2 separate regions of the Ovis aries genome follow, and region 1 is linked to region 2. The links are chromatin contacts, called in public Hi-C maps. All regions are on one chromosome and are shown on one strand. Each heading gives the region's core, a stretch centred on a gene start, on an enhancer-like site or on the middle of the called end of the contact. The rest is flanking DNA. Distances are from core to core; before and after follow the strand shown.

Evidence for each region. A called contact is a pair of places that touch in the nucleus more often than the background predicts.
Region 1: a contact with region 2 is called in a Hi-C map of liver, with 3 times the contacts expected there. The contact joins two enhancer-like sites. A contact is called at or near these places in 2 of 16 Hi-C or Micro-C datasets (liver and tail adipose tissue).

What each region holds. Positions count from the first base shown.
Region 1 is chr3:163,800,250-163,803,059 of ARS-UI_Ramb_v3.0, forward strand. LOC132659457 (a long non-coding RNA gene) reads left to right here. Exons shown (of 3, transcript XR_009599955.1): 2 at 2,373-2,463. Among named protein-coding and RNA genes, the nearest start is that of TMT1B, 23 kb to the left of the region's middle. Within about 2 kb of position 1,517, at least 16 of the 54 cell types and tissues checked have an H3K27ac peak or open chromatin away from gene starts, as enhancers often do. A contact at or near this core is called in liver, where this site is marked.
Region 2 is chr3:163,661,271-163,664,103 of ARS-UI_Ramb_v3.0, forward strand. The region is part of intron 2 of SARNP (SAP domain containing ribonucleoprotein); the gene reads left to right. Among named protein-coding and RNA genes, the nearest start is that of SARNP, 6.8 kb to the left of the region's middle. Within about 2 kb of position 1,286, at least 6 of the 54 cell types and tissues checked have an H3K27ac peak or open chromatin away from gene starts, as enhancers often do. A contact at or near this core is called in liver, where this site is marked.

The DNA.
Region 1 (2,810 bases), core at 267-2,766, 140 kb after region 2:
ACTTTCGCCAAATATGCTTTATCAAAAACACATACATGACCATGTCACACCCTTATTTAAAAATCTGAATAGTTTTTTCATTGTCTGCTGGATAAGGTTCAAGTGCCTTAACGTGGTGGACAAGGCCCTCTGTGATCGGCCCCTGATGGAAAGAAACTGCAGCCTCTTCTCTGAGGCTTCCTCGCAGCCCACCCCTCTCCCCCACTTCTGGGCTGTTTCTCCCTCTGCCAGGCAGGTCCCTTGCACCACACTGGGCTCTCTCCTTTCTTTGGTTAGATTCACCTCAGGCTTTTCATTGCCCGGTATGGCTTTCCTGATGAGTTCCTGACCTGATGTGGTTCTAGGCCTCTTTTTCCTCATGCTATATACAGATATTAATACTATTATTATACTCATCACATTGCACCGAAGATGCCGGTTTACAGGTCTGTCTACCTGTAAGGGCCTGTTGAACACAAGGATGGTCTTACGATTTCCTGTAGCACCAACACAGTTTGCAGAATGGATGAGTGCTGTAAAGGAACTGACGCATGAGTAGGGGACAGAACACACTTGCAGGAAACTTTTAAGTGAAAGATAAAGCAGTGCTGCCATGATTAGTGCAAAAACAAAACACACGGTGACACACTCCAGATTCTGTGGGCTGTTTGGTTTTGTTGTTGCTGTTGCTATGCTTGTCGTTTGTTTGTTTTTAATTTTGCAATACCACAGTAATCAGTATTCTAGAACTCTGGACTTCCCTGGTGGCTCAGTGGTGAAATGTCTGCCTGCAATGCAGGAGACCCAGGTTCGATCCCTAGGTTGGGAAGCTCCCCTGGAGGAGGAAATGGCAATCCACTCCAGTGGGTTCTGCTATATATTCTTGCCTGGGAAATCCCAAGGACAGAGGAGCCTGGCAGGCTACAGACCATGGGGACAGAAAAGAATCAGACACAACTAAGTGTGTCTAACCCTGGTCCTCAAAGTGCCCCTAGCTCTGAAAGCCAACATTATTGGTTTCACTGGGGCATTTGCTAGAAATGAAGCATTTTGGGTTCCACCCCAGACCTACTGAATCTGAATCTGCATTTAGAACAAGATCCCCAGGTCATTCACATACATATCTGTGTCCGTATGTACATTGAGAAGCTCTGTCTTAAGAAACCACTTTATTGACTGAAAAGGGAGATGGAGCTTGTGAGTTCAGGGTCCTTGGTTCCCTTGGTTCCTCCAAGAGGCAGTGCTCTCTGGGGAGGCCTGGACATTCCAGAGCTTGATTTCAGGAAGGAGTGGTGGCAAGGCCTCCATTTAAGGGATGCCTAGGTGGGCAGATGTACAGACTTAGCACCTCACTGCAGGGTCAAACAGGACCTGCCTGGGGCCTGTGCCTGGGCATGGCTAATTAAGCCCAAATGGAGTCCAGCAAGGATCAAACCAAGTCAGTGAGGCAGGAGGTGAAACTGGATGGAACTGGTAGGCGAGATAGACAGAGGTCCGGTCAGTGAGCAGGAGTCAAGGCCAGAGGATCAGATGAGATAATTCCTGGTGTTAGGGCAGGGACTGGGGCTGGGCCCTTAGCTTCAGGAATGGGGCGAGGCTCAGAGTTGGAGTAGGGGTTAGAATGTCTAGTGCAAACATCATTCTTGGCAGCTCTGAGCAGTATTTTCACCTTTAGAAGGGGTGGCTCTGCTAGAATGCCCGGCTTTATACTGCAGTTGGCAGACTTTCGCTGAGATGCCCTCTGGTCACAAGGAACTCTCAAGATGCACAGGGAGAGTGACAAGAAGAGTGTGAGCCCTCTAGCAACCCAGTGTGCTCTTCTCATTATACATACTTGTTGTGCAACTTCTGTGTGCACTCTCTCATGTCGCAATATGATGCTTTAGTATTTCACAGCAAAAATACTGGAGGCCATCAGATATGACCTAGCGTGCCAACTATATTTGTTAAGAAGTACTGAGCTCTCCTTTTTTTTTTTTCCTTTTGTTGTTGTCCTCATCTTGAGATAATATCATTATTTATTTATTTTAAATTTAATTTAATTTTTCTGGCCACACCTTGCGGCATGCAGGATCTTAGTTCCCCAACCAGGGATTGATCCCTCAACCCCCACAGTGGAAGTGTGTCTTAACCACTGGACCCACCAGGGAAGTCTCAAGATAGTAACATATATTCTTATTTTTTTACAACTTGCATAAAAAGGTGAAGGCACACATCCAAAACAGACACAACAATATTGAAGAAGTAACACTCTATAGGCAATGACATGTTATATAAAAAGCACTGAACTGTGAGGCCGAAACTGTGCACTTAGTTACCATTCTACCATGTGCAGGCTATGTAGCTTGTCGTTTATCTGAGCCTTAGTTTCTTCATCTGTTCCATTGTTCCAGGGGAAGAATATGTCATGCCTACCTCTCAGATGAGGCTCAAATGAAGAAATGCAAGCGAGAGCGCTTTGTAAACCACTTGCGTCACACTGAGGTGAGATATTACTGCTTGGCTGTTATTATTCTGCCTAGTAAATATCAAGATGTGGAAGATCAGCGTAAAGCTTCAGTCAAAGCCAGGTTGTTCGACCGTGCTGTGAGCACTGCAGGGTCCTAGTTCTCTGACGAGAGACTGAACTGGTGGCCCCTGCACTGTCAGCACGGAGACCTAAACACTGAACTGCCAGGGAAATTCCCCAGGTGGTTCTTTTTACTGAGCTCTCCCTCTTTCTTCTCTCAGAGGAGAGTGTTGAGGATGGGAACTTGAAGCTGGCACCTGACCTAGGAGGGCTGTGTGACCCAGCAGAGCTCACTAAGGCTTGCTAAGAAGTCCTGTGTCCC
Region 2 (2,833 bases), core at 36-2,535:
TTTTTAAGCAAATTACTGAGTTTCTTTAAGCTTTGTTTTCTTAATTTATGAAATGTAATAATAAAATCAACCACATAGATGTTGTGAGGATTAAATGAGGAAATGATGTTCAAAAGACTTAGCCTTTTGTTTGGCATGTATTGATACTTGAAATTTAAATCCTATCATATGAAATGTTATAAATTATATAAAATGCTTCTGTCCTTGAAGGTTTATAAACCGAGTTGAGAGATAACAGGTGAACAATATTTGAATCAAAATTCAAGATGAGTAAATTAGTAGAAATCACAGGGCAATGAATGGGGATTAATGTTAAATGTATTGTGTCGCTAGTTGATCAGTCAGTCCTTTCCCTGCTGGTTGGATAGGTAACATGAAAAATGCCTTATTAATACTGAAAAATAACATTTTAGGATTGAAACTGGAAATTTAGTTTTTTTTTTTTTTTTAAATTCATTTATTTGGCTGCACTGGGTCTTAGTTGCAGCATGTGGGATCTAGTTCCCTGACCAGGGATCGAACCTGGGCCCCTGCATTGGGAGCTGAGAGTTTTAATCACAGGACCAGCAGGGAAGTCCCAAATTTAGTTTTTGAATAGGTAATTCATACTCAACTTCACAGTTTTAAAGATGTAAAAAGGGTATATGGTAAAAGGTTTCTCTCCTCTACCTGTCCTCAGGTTTCTTCTGAGATCCAGCTGGTGTTTTATCTGTTTCTTGCCCAGGCATCTTGTGTATAAACATTGTATGACTGTTATGTGTTTGCATGGTTTTTTTTTTTACATTAATGTTAGTATCTTACAGTATTCTATAAATTGTTTTTTCTTAATAGTCTTATTGAGGCACAATTCACATGCTGTACAATTCACTCAATATATCTTGGGTTTTTTAAATACATTCTTTTAAAACATTTTAAAGTCAGATGCATATAAAAATGGGTAAGATTTGACTTTATAGGTCCATATTTGAGGTTTTAAAAGGGTTTTGTTCTACTACTAATGTAATTGTGCCAAAATGAAATGTGTGAAATGACTTTATTTTCAGCTATTCTGTTTTCACTCAGCAATTTCCCTTTTGGAGGGGAACCCACAATATAATAATAAAGTGATGCAACAGTGTGTAAAAATGTATGTAACATTCTCATTTGACTAGAGAAGGGGACATGGAAGTGCTGAGAAGACTGCTGAATGAGCCAAAGACCTGAGGTTAGGGAATGAGAGCCAGTTGGGGGCTGAGATTTCAACAGCAGTAGCAAGGTCAGTGGTTAGCAGTGGTGGATGCTGTCCATGCTAAACAACCAGTTGTACCAGTCTGTCTGCTTCAGGTCTGCTAGATCAGCATCCTGTGCAGAATCTGTCACTGACTATCTTTCCCTGTTACGTGAAAGATTTTGTAAACTTCCATCTGTATCTACACACAATTTGGGGAAGGAAGGAGAAGGGAGGAACAGCTCTGTTAGAAAGTTGAAATTTGAATTGCCTGAATATTTACATTCCTTTTCCCTTAATGTTACTTAGAGGAGGAGAAGAAAAAAGGAAGATTAGGAGTTACAGAAAGTAAAGAAATTGTATTGTGTTATAAACAAACACCCAGTACCCTTTAAATACACACACAGTAACTGAAAAAAAATAAAGTGCCACCATGGGAAAGATCTAGAATCTTAAGAAATGGACCTTAGAGATCACTTAGAATCTAGATTCTAGATTAGTCCTATTCACTGTATTTTTTGTAGGTCAGTGCTCATCCATGAACTGTTACTGGTTAATGATGAGATAAATTTAAAAAAAGAAAGTAAGCTTTTAGAAACTTTTATAGCAGTTTGACATCACTGCTACATTCCAAATGTATGACTGATTTTCTCGTAATTGATTTGTTTACAAAAGTGTTGGTCCACAACCTGGAATGCTATAAAAAGTTGGCAGCCCTGTCTCTCTACCTATTTAAAAATATATTGATCTGTGAAATTCAGAAATCAGAGAAACAGTGATTCTGTCTAATCTTGTCTAACTCTTCAACCAGTTTCTAACACTTACTAGCTGCTAAGCACTATTGTAAATGCTTTACAGATATTTACTGGTTTAATCTTTGTAACAACCCTATGCTGCAGGTACTGTTACATTATCCCCATTTCTTAGGAAACTGAGGCACAGTGGTTACGTTACTCACCTAGGCTACACAGACGTAAGTGGTAAAGCTGGAGTTTGAACCCGGTGTAGTCTGACTTCAGATGCCTTGTTAGGCTTTGTTATGCTCCATGCTTTTAATGGGTGATTACCTACTGTGTTTCTCAGTAGAGGGAGCTGTTGGCTTGAGCAGAACAGTTTTCCATGTTGTATCCCTCCCTGCCTACCTGTCCTACTCACTGAATACCCAATCAGAAAAAAAGCTCCCCTCTCCATTTCCAAATGCTTCCTTGGTTGAAAGCCTTTTAGAGATGACCAGCATAGTTCCTTAGTTACAACATTCTTTCTTTTATAGGAATCTGCTTTCTAATTTCTACTGGTTGGTCTTAGATCTGTACTTCAAAACTAGTAAAGTCTTTTCCAGGACGCATATCTGTTTGTGCGCTGATCTGCATATAGGATTTTTAAAACCTTCCTTTTTCTTTGGTGTTCTCCTTGGATCAGCATGTCATTATGTGCCTTAAAATGAGAATAAAGAGCCCGGTAACGCTATTACATTATTTAATATAGATTCTATTTTTGAAGTTACCTTTAACCTAGAATTACTTTGGTAGCAAACTACCAAAGTACAAAAGGTAGTTAACCCTTTTTGCACTTATAATCTTTCTAAAACACTGACTGAGGTCTTATCCTTTGAGTTACTGTTGGGCC